Linked DNA regions of Mus musculus: region 1 is linked to region 2. The links are chromatin contacts, called in public HiChIP or PLAC-seq maps. All regions are on one chromosome and are shown on one strand. Each heading gives the region's core, a stretch centred on a gene start, on an enhancer-like site or on the middle of the called end of the contact. The rest is flanking DNA. Distances are from core to core; before and after follow the strand shown.

What was found. HiChIP or PLAC-seq counts read pairs in DNA pulled down with a chosen protein or histone mark.
Region 1: an H3K4me3 HiChIP or PLAC-seq map of bone marrow-derived macrophages shows a contact between it and region 2, with 4 times the contacts expected there. The contact joins the promoter of Vav3 here to the enhancer-like site in region 2. A contact is called at or near these places in 13 of 39 promoter capture datasets (3T3-L1-derived adipocytes, the HPC-7 cell line, cranial neural crest and 8 more), 2 of 484 Hi-C or Micro-C datasets (bone marrow-derived macrophages and cerebral cortex), 12 of 115 datasets of contacts at active chromatin or transcription factors (the 230-238 cell line, CD8 T cells, DN3 thymocytes and 8 more) and 4 of 9 other capture datasets (adipose tissue, embryonic stem cells, liver and 1 more).

The regions. Positions count from the first base shown.
Region 1 is chr3:109,335,667-109,342,253 of GRCm38.p6, reverse strand. Vav3 (vav 3 oncogene) reads right to left here and starts at 1,571. Exons shown (of 27, transcript NM_020505.2): 1 at 1,012-1,571. The coding sequence starts at 1,215.
Region 2 is chr3:109,211,656-109,218,478 of GRCm38.p6, reverse strand. No RefSeq gene overlaps it. Among named protein-coding and RNA genes, the nearest start is that of Slc25a24, 92 kb to the right of the region's middle. Within about 2 kb of position 1,943, at least 9 of the 459 cell types and tissues checked have an H3K27ac peak or open chromatin away from gene starts, as enhancers often do. A contact at or near this core is called in CD8 T cells, acute myeloid leukemia and bone marrow-derived macrophages, where this site is marked.

The DNA.
Region 1 (6,587 bases), core at 322-2,821, 120 kb before region 2:
GTGCTAAAATATGTCACTAAAAGGTCTCTTTCCTTCCCCTTTTAAGTTGAAACATTTCTTTTTCTTTTCGTGTGCATGTGCGTGTGCGTGTGAAAGAGAAAATAGAAGTTCTGAGTTGTGTTGAACATCCTTTTAACAGAAACTTTCCGACCGGCCCAAAAAATAAGCAGCACTGGGCTGCATGTGGCTTTTTGAGCTGTCTCTGAGGAACCCACTGCTTTCTGTGCCTTCCAGGACTGGATTTTAATCAGAACCCTCAAAGAGGTATCTCCAAGCTAAGGCCACAGAAGCCCAAGTGCCTCCAAGCTACCTGATCGCAAGACCCAATGAAAAAAAGCAGAGTCTCCAGCAAAACTTCTCACTTCCTGCCACCGGTGAGGGAGGCTGGGCTGGCTCCCCTTACGTTTTCAGACAAGCTATAAACACAACCTTCCAGTTTGCTAACAGGCCACGGGCTTAGGGGGCGGGGTGGGGAACTTCAGGAAGGCTCTCTGTGTCCCTCTTGGTTTATTTCCTCTGAGCAGATAACGGTACCAAACGCCCTCCACTTCCTAGAGTCCTCATCTATGGCACAGTTCCTCTTTCCAGAACGTGAGGACCAAATGAAAGCAAAAAATAAGTCAAAGCAAAATTAACCCCACCGCTTCATCTCATCCCTTCTCATTGTTATTTTAGAGCCGACTCCCTCTTTGTTATCACACACACACACACACACACACACACACACGGGGGGGGGGGGCAGAAAGGTGAAACGCGCCCTAGGATAACTTATTTCTTCCCGCCTCCCAGAAACCTTTAGGATTCCATACACCATCTCCCGACGCAAGGCTTTATTAGTTCTGCTTAGAAGCTAAGTCATTTCAAGGCAAGTGAGGAAAAGCCCCCAAGCTGAGAACTGAGAGGCAGGGCAAAGCGGAGCGCACCTAGATGTTTGCATTTACACAAAGAAATTATCCGGATGATTAATGGGAGCCTCTGACGGGCAGCGGGGTCGCGGGGTGGCCTCCATACCTGGGACATCTGGGGCCTCAGGTTGATCTCCTTCAGATTGATGGAGTGTGGCCGCAGGTTGTTGAGCAGCTGGCAGAGCAGGACTCCATCGCGAAGGGTCTGCGCCAGGTCGAACACCTGCGCCGAGTCCCAGGTCACCCGATGGTTGGGGGGCAGCACCTTGCTGTGGATGAGCCACTGAGCGCACTGCTTCCACGGCTCCATGTCCGACGGCTCCCGGACCCGGCCCGGCCGGGGCGGGCAGCGACTCTGAGGTGGCCGCCGCGGAGCGTCAGAGCCCCGCCGACGCCAGTCGCGCTGATGGCCCCTGGTTCGCTTTGCCTTTCTGGAGCGGGCGCCGCTGCCGGCGGCTCGGGGACGCCGCGTGGGACTCGCCTCGGGTCCCCGCCCGGATGCGCCGCGGCCCGGCCGCCGCTGCAGCAGCGAGTGCCGCGCGCTCTCGGTGCGCCCCGGCCGGCTCCGCTGAGCACTGGCTTCCGACTGGCGAGCCTGGCGCCCCGCGACTGAGCATGCCCAGCGCGCCTGGCCGGTCTGTGCGGTCCGCGAGTCCCCGGAGGCGCGGGTGCGAGCGTGCCCGCCGCCCTGGCTGGGGGTCCGGGGCTGAGGGCGGGGCGGCTGGGGGGAGGAGCGGGCCGAGTTGGGGCGGCGGCCACAAAGGGGATCCCGGCGCCCCCGCCCGCCCGTGAACCCTCGGATGAGTGGAGCTTGCACAACCCCGGGGCGTCCAGGGATTAGCCCATCGGCGCGGCTTCCTAGGAAGTGTGGCTGAACACTGAGATTCGCAGGGGTGTCCCCGGGGACACCCTGAACAATGAATGCGATTTAAATTAAGAGGGTCTCAGAGGAGCCAAGGCTTAACTGGGACACAGGGAGCCTGGAGAAATGAGATGTGCACTACGCGCAGCTGGAGAACGCAGCATGGAAAGTTTGTGATCGGCCCCTGGTCCCGCCTCCTCCAGGTCCATCCTCAGCCCCTTCCTGAAAGTCAGTTTCTTCTGAGAATGTTTTGACACCTTGAAAGTGCGTGACGTGGGGACAATTGCAGCTTCAGCCTAGGTAGAGGGAAAGAAGTAGGTTTTGCATATCTCCCAGGCTTGGAACTGTTCACTAAAGCAGTCCAGCGCCTTTTGCTGATCTTCAAAATCCTGCCTGAGAAAAAAAGAAAACTGGCCGGTGACACAGAGGCAAGAGCGCGCATGCGTCAGTGACTTGCCACCAGGTTTGAGCTCAAATCGCTTCAGTACCGAGACACTGAGAGACTGGGTCAGCATATTTGGAGAACCCTGGGGAAAATTGGAAAGTTCCCCCCCACACACACCCACACATGTCAACTCTGTCATACTGAGGCAAGGTTCTCCCTGTCTTTTTTATTCCCACTGCCCTACAAAGCCGAAAAGGGTGTATAAGCTTTTTGTAGTAATATATTATTTCACTGAACTCTGACAACTCCCTGTAAATGCCCTCTTCGCTAGTCTTTTTTTTTTTTTAATTGAAATCTAGTTTGGTGGGATTTTATATCTGTTGTTGCTGCTGCTGCTGCTGCTGCTGCTGCTGCTGCTGCTGTTTCATTAGATATTTGTAGCTCAAATTTTCGATTGTGGATCTTATTGATTTTATAAACAGGACAAAACGTAACTTTTAAAAAGTACATGATCTGTTGGGACAGAAGTTCGCTTCTTTTATGCGTGACTGTAGCAAGCGTGGCCTGCTGTGTACACAACCAGCCTTAAACAATAATAAATCAGCCTAAGGATTTCCTTTCCTCGCATGCATCCGTCCCCAGCAACTTCCTCTGTGCACACTGTGGAGTCCATCAATAGCACAATGTTTCCTAGACCATAATAGGTTTGAAAGCCTGAAACTACAGGAGGATCAATCCTTAGCAATACTGTATCACCGAAACTGTAAAGTGCATCCTAGGCACGAAGATTATCAACAGCAGTGTTGCAATAAAATAGAACATTATAATCATAAATCGTGAAAGAATGTATAAAATATATATACTTTTTCTTTCTGGAATTTTCCATGTGATTTTTTTTGGGGGGGGGGGGTTGGCTGTTGACTACCACTTTCCTAAAAACTCAGAATGCAAAACCATCAAAAAGAGGCAAGTACTGTAAGCCATGTTACTCATTATAGATCTTTACAAACAAAACACACATGACTTGCCATTTAAAATGTGGTCCTGCATAAGAAGAAGTGGCGCTGGAAAAGAGGAAAGATGATAAGGAAAAAGCAAAGACTAGCCAAGCATTTCATTTTAGGTAGCATCAGATCATCCCTTAATACTGTTAAAATATTTCCAAAATCCAGATCATGTGTACCGACCAGTAAACAAACCTGGATTTAGAATCCAAGTTAAGCTGCTTTTTGATAACCTTGGGCAACTTCTATTCTTCTAACCTTCATTTTCTTCACCTATAAAATGAAGGAAGTGACCCTTGCCACGTTGGGTTGTCAGAATAAAAAAAAGAGTACGCCTTGGTACTTGGAATGAATACATAGACAGGAGTATCACTGTGGACCTTGTAAGACTCTCGGGCCTGAACAAAATACCCATGGAAGGAGTTACAGAGACAAGTGTGGAGCAGAGACTGAAGGAATGACCATCCAGAGACTGTCCCACCTGGGGATTCATCCCATAAACAACCACCAAAACCAGACACTATTGTGGATGCCAACAAGATCTTCCTGACAGGAGCCTGATATAGCTATCTCCTAAGAGGCTCTGCCAGTGCCTGACAAATACAAAAGTGGATGCTCAAAGCCATCCATTGGACTGAGTACAGGGTCCCAGTGAAAGAGCTAGAGAAAGTACCCAAGGAGCTGATGGGGTTTGTAGCCCCATAGGAGGAACAACAATATGAACTAACCAGTACCCCCAGAGCTCCCTGGGACTAAACCACCAATCAAAGAAAACACATGGTGGGACTCATGGCTCTAGATACATAAGTAGCAGAGTATGGCCTTGTCAGTCATCAATGGGAGGAGAGGCTCTTGGTCCTGTGAAGGTTCTATGCCCTAGTATAGGGGAATGCCAGTGTCAGGAAGTGGGAGTGAGTGGGTTGGTGAGCAGGGGAAGGGGGGAGGGGATAGGGGATTTTCGGAGGGAAAACTAGAAAAGGGGATAACATTTGAAATGTAAATAAAGAACATATCTAATTTTAAAAAAAAGTCTCTCAGGCCCTACCCAGACTGAATGAGTAGGACCCTGAACTGTATCAAGGTCCTCAGGTGATAAATAAATTTCCATCAAAAGCTGCAAAGCCTTGATATAAGGTATGAATATATGTGGTGCCTGTCACAGGGACAGCTTCATAAACACCACTCACTATACCACACATCCCTGTGCATCCACAGAGCATCAGCAAAGACCAAATATTTTAAATTGCTACATATCACATGTAACATGTAAATAGTACTTTAGGTCATAAAACTCAAATATTAATCCAGAAAGTGTATATAAGGGCAAGGAAGACAGATGGAGGTGTAGGAGGCCTACAAGAGGCACTTAAAGAAGTTGTGGGGCTCTTCAGGTGAGTGAGAAGCTACAACAGGTGATGGTAAATGTCTAAAATTGGGGCAACAAAACAGCAATTGGGATGGGGGGTGGTTCAGTGATAGAGTACCAGAAAAAGAAGGAGGGGGGGGAGAAGGAGGAGGGGGGAGGAGGAGGATGGGGAGGAGGAGGATGGGGAGGAGGAGGATGGGGAGGAGGAGGAGGAAGAGGAGGAGGAGGAAGAGGAGGAAAAAGAGAAAAAGAAACGAAAGAAAAATATAATGGGCTTCTCACCTGAGCTGTGTTCTTTAAATTTTTAATATTTTAAAGGAGAATGATTTGAAAGATACTGGTAACTGTTTCTTACGTACAGATATGGAAATTTAGGTTTCTATCATGCTAGGAAAGAGTACCAAAATGGTTCCTTAATGGCACATGAGGAACCTTCACCCTCCATCACTTCCTCACTGCCCACTGGGTGAAGGCCTCTACTTGATACTTTACATATATTATCTGTAATAAGATGTATCACCTCCCCAACACACTTCATTGATGAAGAAAAGGCTCTGTAGATCAAGTGTTACATACATTGTTCCTATTACAGATTTAATAAAAGCAAGATTGTATCCCCCTTACATCTGCATTGTTTCTACTCAGAGGTGCAGGTCCCCCACTTACTGAGTTTACTGAGTTAGACGGACCCCTTCCTAGAAGACTACACAAGTGGTAACACTTATTTGCAAATTCTCAGAGCCATCCATGGTGCTTCTTGATGCTACTACACTAGGAAATCTCAGTTTGCCAAATTGACAAATATACAATGGAATGAACCACCTTTCCCCTCTACTCCCTCCCATACACATCCTTCCTCACTTTACTCTGCCTCCCCAGTAGTGAAAGCATCAGGAGGGAATTTGCCTCTGTGTAGCGGTAAAAAAATTAATCCTCTGGAAACTCCCAGATGGGGGCACACATCTCTATACCTGCCCAAATGATTTGGGTTCACAAAAGAAAGACACACATACACATGTGTTGTGTTAGGGAGTGGCCCACCCTTCGAGCTGTTTAAGGTATTTAAAATGAAGGAGTTGAAAGGGGTTTGCAACCCCATAGGAAGATCAACAATGTCAACCAACCAGACCTCCAATCTCCCAGGGCCTAAGCCACCAACCAAAGAACACACATGGAGGGAGGGACCCATGGCTCCAGTCTCATATATAGCAGAGAATGGCCATGTCAGGCATCAATGGGAGAAGAGGCCCTTGGTCCGTTGAAGGCTTGATGCCCCAGTGCTGGGTAATTCGAGGGTAGGGAGGCAGGAGTAGGTGTGTGGGAGGGGGAACACCCTCATAGAAGCAGTGGGAGGGGGGATGGGATAGGAGGTTTCAGGAGGTGGGGGGAACCAGAAAAAGGGATAACATTTGAAATGTAAATAAAGAAAATATCCAATAAAAGTACAAAATTAAACAATATGCAGCTTATGCAAGTAAAAAAATAAAATATAAATCTGTGTATATGTGTCTTTCTTTCAGGAATCCAAAACATTTGGGCAGGTGTATAGGAGGCTTGTATACCCACAGGGGAATTTCCATCATATTAACTTTTTACTGCTACACCAGTGTTCTTTGTACAAGACACACGGAACACATGAAACTGAACTCTGTTCTTTCCCTTCTAGGTCTCTGCAGGTGTCTAGGTGTTCAGTCTATTCTCTGCTTCTTTCTTGTTTTGTTGTGCTTTTTGATCATGCCTTCTTACTACACTATGAACAAGAAGTAGATAGATGGTACCCGAGCTTCTGAAAAGGCAGCAGATGATGGATACCATGTTCTAGGCATCCTTTCTGTGCTCACAATTTCAGAACAGTCAGGAAATGGTTACATTGGTAATTTTTCTCATTGCTGTGACAAAATACCTGATGAGAAGCAATTTTAAAAGTGGAAGGGTCAAGAAGATATGGTCCATCACAGTAGGGAAGGTGGAGGAGCTAGGAGCCGGTTGGTCACTTTGTATTCCATATTCAGGAAGTTGGGTGTGAACAGGAAGTGGGTCCAGGCTTTAAAACAACAAGGCCTCC
Region 2 (6,823 bases), core at 694-3,193:
AGCAGGCTGCCTCCTGTCCTGGGCATTACCCTCCTACGTAGGTGTCCGATTTCAGACAATGCTAGGATGCTCCCTCCCTGCCTTTGCCTTCTAGCCAAGAGTTTCAACGGTAAACAGTTGGAACACTCTAGACCAGTGGTTCTCAACCTGAGTCTTAACCCCTTTGGAGATTGCTTATCAGATATCCTACAAATCGGACATTTACATTATAATTCTTTTTTTTCTTTTTTTTATTACGTATTTTCTTTAATTACATTTCCAATGCTACCCCAAAAGTCCCCCCCACACACTCCCCTACCCACCCATTCCCATTTTCTGGCCCTGGCATTCCCCTGTACTGGGGCATATAATGTTTGCCTGACCAATGGGCCTCTCTTTCCAGTGATGGCCAACTAGGCCATCTTTTGATACATATGCAGCTGGAGTCAAGAGCTCCAGGGTACTGGTTAGTTCATATTGTTGTTCCTCCAATAGGGTTGCAGATCTCTTTAGCTCCTTGGATACTTTCTCTAGCTCCTCCATTGGGGGCCCTGTGATCCATCCAATAGTTGACTGTGAGCATCCACTTCTGTGTTTGCTAGGCCCCGGCCTAGTCTCACAAGGGACAGCTATATCACCGTACTTGCAACAAAGGCTTGCTAGTGTATGCAATGGTGTCATCGCTTGGAGGCTAATTATGGGATGGATCCCTGGATATGGCAGTCTCTAGATGGACCATCCTTTTGTCTCAGCTCCAAACTTTGTCTCTGTAACTCCTTCCATGGGTGATTGTTTCCAATTCTAAGAATGAGCAAAGTGTCCACACTTTGGTCTTCGTTCTTCTTCAGTTTCATATGTTTTACATATTGTACCTTATATCTCGCTATACTAAGTTTCTGGGTTAATATCCACTTATCAGTGAATACATTTCATTTGAGACAGTTACAAAGTGTGATGGTTTGTATATCCTTGGACCAGGGAGTGGCACCATCTGAAGGTATGGCCTTGTTGGAATAGGTGTGACATGGTTGGAATGGGTGTGTCACTGTAGGTGTGGGTATAAGATCCTCACTCTAGTTGCCTGGAAGTCAGTCTTCCACTAGCAGCCTTTGGATGAAGACATAGAACTCTCAGCTCCTCCTGCGCCATGCCTGCCTGGACTGCCATGCTCCCACCTTGATGATAATGGACTGAACCTCTGAACCTGTAAGCCAGCCCCAATTAAATGTTTTTCTGTTTGTTTGTTTGTTTGTTTGTTTGTTTATAAGACTTGCCTTGGTCATGGTGTCTGTTCACAGTCATAAAACTCTAACTAAAACACAAAGTATTAGTGAAATAATTTTATGCTTGGGAGTCACTGTGGTGAACAACATGAACAACATGAGGTGCTGTATTAAATGGTCATTGAATTGAGAAGATTAAGACCCACTGCTCTAGATCTTGTAGCCTTCTTAAGCATTATTCTGCCTTATGAGGTCCCTGATGCCAAGAGCAGGTGCCATTAATACCCACCAAAATAGCATCCATCCCTCTTGTCAGCATCAGCAAAGCAATCCCCCATGCCAACAACTCTATGCTCATTTGTACTTTATTCACTTGACTGCATATTAGGGGTCCCTGAGGAACTTTGACAACCATGAGTGCTCATGTGCTATCCACAGAGGCTCAGATAGAGTCAGACTGGCTAGGACTAGCATGGCACTTTAAGAAAGCAAACAACAAAAATCCTCACGTGCCATCGAGACTGAAAACACTGAGCAAATACAGTATGCCTATCCATTAAACACATTTTCTCTCTCAAGCCACTATGGTTTAAATGTAAACTAGTCCCCACAAGCTGTTGTGTTTAAACACTGGTGGTGATGCTGTTCAGAGAACTAATGGAATCTTCAGAGATGGATCCTCAATAAAGGAAGTAGGTCACTGGAAGATTGTGAAATTTATAGCCAGCCCACTTCCTGACAGCCTGTGCTTCCAGGAAATGCCAAAATTATACAAACAGTTTCTACCAACTGGCAGCCACTGTGACTCCCCCTCCATGAAATTGTGAGCTAAAATAAATCTTTCTTCCCCTAAGCTACTTCTTGTCTGGAATTTGGTTACAGCAAAGAGACAAGCAAGCACCTGGGAATTCTGGGTCAGTAAATGTCTCCTCTAGTCGTGGCCCACCAATACTCTGGGTTGTTAACATAGGCATCTGCTATTCAATGTTGAATGAATGAGTGATCTCAGATTCCCTTAAGATGTTCAACTTCGGAAAAAGACAGATCTCTCCTTTTCATCCTTCACAATGAGCACTGGATTTATCTTCATGTTCATTGCTACCTGACAGACATGAAATGCCTCCTCAGACTGTTTCTGCCTACTGGCTTCCACTTAGCTTAGCGGGTAACTGGTTCCCTCAGCCAGTCAAGCCACTTGCAAGTCCACATTCAACCTTTATTACCACTCAGGATGTCTTTCTTTAGATCCCCTCCCCACAATCCCTTTTCACCCATCTTCTGCAGCTTGTACTCTCCCCACTCACTTCCTTCCATCTCTTTCTTTCACAGCTGCACCTTTAGACACACTTTCATTCCCAAGCATCATTTTGTCATCTCCTGTCTACTCCTCAACCCACAGCATTCTACTTCCTCACCAATGTGTCACTGGCTTTACCTTACCTGGGGATATCTCTAACCTTTGACTATTGTCATACTTCCTAGTGTAACTTTCTTGAAGTCATTTCCTCTCTCAGCCACACCCCCACAGTTGGCCTCTCATGCCACTAGCCACTGTTTTTCAGTGTCCCCTGCAGACTCCTCCCCTGCCACCAGACTTAAATTGTGTCAGGCTCTAAGGCTCCAGTCTGTTCCCTTGGTTGCATTTAAACTGTTGTAATCCCGCTTATTGCTTCAAGTATTGTTTTTAAGCAGATAATTTCCAAAACTACGTCTTCATCCCAGATCTTTATCCTGAGGTATCAGGTGAATTTAATATGTCATAGTCCTCTCAAATCAAATACATTCAAGATATAACCAGTTGTCTTCTGCATAGTTATCTGACTCGGGGTCCAACCTGTGACTTTAAGAACTCCTGATAGGCTAGGAAAGTGATTCAGGGAACAACATGCTTACCCTGCAAGCGAGAACCAGAGTTCTGATCTGCAGAACCTACAGAAAAGCTGGGAAGTCAGAGTAGTCTTCTGTAATCCCAGGACTGAAGAGCCTAAAGCAAGGTGTCTCCAGGGCAAGCTGGCTAGCTAGACTGCAAAAATTGGTGAGCCTTGCATTCAGCAACATGCCCTGCCTCATTGAACAAAGTAGAGAGAGATCAAGGAAGACCATCCAGGATCAACTTCATGGCTGCACATGCACTCCATGCAAACACACATGTTGTAGATGGGCCTGGTGCTGTTCTTGTGAACCAATCACTTAATGAATAAAGAAGCCAATCACTGGGTGAGTAGGCAGGACATCTGGGTTGGACTGGAAACAAGAGGAAGAGGAGAAAGTTAGGTTCATTTTTGGAATGGGGACAGCAGTAAGATGTAGCTGCTAGAGTTTCCTGGTATCATGGCGAATCTGCAAGGATTCACCACTGGGGGAATCAGATTTTAATAAGGCTTATAAGATTAGGTTTTAGTTGTTGCGCCCAGAGATTGAGTTATCATTGTTTCTGAAATGAGTTTGTGTTGGGTTTTCTTTTATGCAGAGGCTCGTCTGGGTTCAAGAAAGGTACGGTGGCAATACGTGGGTTTGCCAGATGTGCACCACAAAGGCTGTAGGGGATGTGAAGCACGGGGTTGGCATGGTAGCAACCACCAGTGGGAACCTAGAGAGCTGGGTGGAGAGATTGTGGCATTCTGAGTCAGTCTCCACCACTGAGACCAGCCACTGTCCACCAGTACATGACTGGCCAGGGCAGAGGCACAGGGTGGGAACGTGCTAGATCGTTTTTTAATATTTCCCACCACATACACACATGTGCACTGACACACATGCAAACATGCATACACACCATGTAATATACAAATGAGAAAAAATCATTCTCTAAGAACACCAACATGAGTGTACAAAAGCTGCCATGTGACCACTCTGCTCAGAATCATCTGAGCAGAGCCTTGTTTAGAGTATGCTCATAAAATAAGTCCCTTCTGAGATTCCCTATCTAGGTATAAACACTGTTTTTACCCTGGTGATACATTCATTTTTTCTCACAGTAACAGTATATATATGGATATAGATATATAGATATAGATTATAGATATGGATAGATATAGGTATATGCATATGTATAGATGTATATATATGTATATATATGTGTGTGTATGTGTGTATGTATATATATATATATATATGTATATATATATATCCATAAGTTGATCCTCCCTCTTTTACAATCGTCAAGTCCCATTAACTCTCCCTTTTGAAAACTTCCTATTCAAAAACACCTATTTAGTGTTTTTCTAACTCCCAAGTATGGCTCTAGATTCTGGAGATAATGTAAGAAGCAGGAAACTGCAATTTTGCTCTTACTGTCTCCATAACCAATATCTGACAGAGTCCAATCAGAAGAGCAGACCCATTGAATGGCCAGAGTTTCAGAGTACAGATTGACCTCATGCAACTGTAGGAGGTGTTAGGTGGCTTGCATACAGCTGTTGCTTCTTCATGTGCTGTTGGCTTGAAGTCAGCAGGGTAGGCAGTTAGGAAGGAAAGATGGGCAGGAAGTAGAGAGCGAGGACAGGCTTAACCTCGTGTGAGTAAGTTGGAACTCAAGAAGACAAGCCAGAATGAGCATCAGTCTGGTGCCACCACCAAGCTGTCAGCTTCCACAGTGTGGGTGACCTACGACAGAAGCAGACGCCCTCTATCCGCAGTCTAAACCCTTATCTGGCTCAGGAGTTGGAGAAACAAAAGAGGTTTCTGAGCCCCAGATGTCCCCTTATGCCAAAAACAAGTACATCCCTGACTGTGAGTGTGTGCTTTGGTAATGCCTGAGCCCACACCAACTTTCCACATAAATATGGCTGGCTATTCATGTCCCCCTCCCAATCGTGAGATAGAGGGGGGCAGTTACCATGTGGTCTTAACTATCCTAGAACTCAGAATGTAGACCAGGCCTGCCTCTGTCTCCTGAGTACTGAGATCAAAGGCATGTAACATCACTCCCACCTTGTAGAAATATATTTTAAGGCTAATCTTTACTCAAAAGCCAACAGGGAAAAAATCTTTTGGAAACATGTTTCCAGTTCAGCTAAGCTCACCAATACAAAGCCACTCACTAGAGCATCTGTGCCCTGAGGTGTGAGACTACGGAACTCTGATTTGCCTCACTCTCACTATGGTACCCAGAGAATGGCTGTAACCTCTGATCAAGTTGCTGACCAGCTGAGATCAGCTGATGGCGCTACCTCTCCATCAGCAACAGCACAGCACAGCACAGCACAGCAAGCTCTTGACTCAGTGAAGTCGTTAGGTGTGTCTGAGAGAGAAAATAAGATCAAACTAATAGCTGTTTAAACAAAACCAAAAAAAATGTATTTTCATATAGAGTGTTTGTGGCCACCTCTGCCTCTTCAGCCCTGAATCTCAATGCGCATCTCTAGTAAGTAGAACATGAAGAAGAAAGTATAGCAAGCAGGCCAACAGACTGGTGCTCAAATCTTTCCCTATGCTGCTGCTCTATGAACGGAGTCTGAAGTTCCTGGGAGCAATGTCAAGCCCTGACAGGCTCTGTGGCTGTGAAACTGCCACATTTCCACATTTGCAGGAATTCCTGACAGAAAGACCTGGGCTGAGGAGAACATCAATGGCTTCTCTATGTCTCCCACCTAATGAGAGTAAATTCAGTGGATCTGTACAATGTATGTGCAGGAAAGAAGACATATTTCACAAGTCTCAAACTGAAGTGTCATTGGATGCCTTAAGAAAGTTAAGAGGAGGATCGCCCGTGACGAGCTAAAGGCCAAGAGGACAAATATTACCACAGAGGGCATTGGTTATGTACACTGCAATAGTGGTTGGGAAATATGCACCCACCCCTCAAACCAGTCAACACTTTAACCTCTTCCCAGTCATCTTCCTCAAAACAGGAGGCCCTTTGAATGCCACCATGTCCCCACCCTCACTCAACTATATTATCCATTCTTTGAAAAAAAATATGAAAGCTCTTCCTTTGACAAGGCCAGCCCTTCCTGGTAATTACTGAGACACAGCTGGCATTATATTTTGCTGAAAAGCAAATTCAAAAACTGTATTTGGAGATATAGTTTGCTGTCCCATCTTGCTTGACACTCTGGAACTCAGAAACATGCTTCAACAGTTTTGAGCCTCAGTTGTGTGTCATTAGAGACCATTTAAAGGCAAACCTGAAAGATAATATTCTCATTCACTGAAGGGAGCCAGTGCAGCCTTGCAGAATAGTACAGATACTGCTGCTGTCCGTGTGACCATTTCACTCAGAAAATACCACTTCTAGGAAATGATTTAGAAATTAATCAGTATATACAAAGTGTGTAGGATGGTCAATTTGTAAGTGTGCAGGAGCAGTGGATAAATACCTTATAATAAAAAATTAAGCATTTTCTCTCTCACACATGCGTGCACGTGCACACACACACACATCTTCAAATAAATAATGCCAAGACATATATATTGTTGTAAACTAGTGTTCATTATGCTAGTTAAAGTCATAGGGATATAAAGGAGCATATTCTGTGTGATATGTGTTCTACTTTTAAATTAATTATTAGTTCCTATATGGCAACATAGCTGACTAGGCAAGTGCTGACCCAGATCATCATGTGTCTTCAAGTATATCCATTCACAGTAAGACCTGAGATTGATTTGGTCTCTGCCCA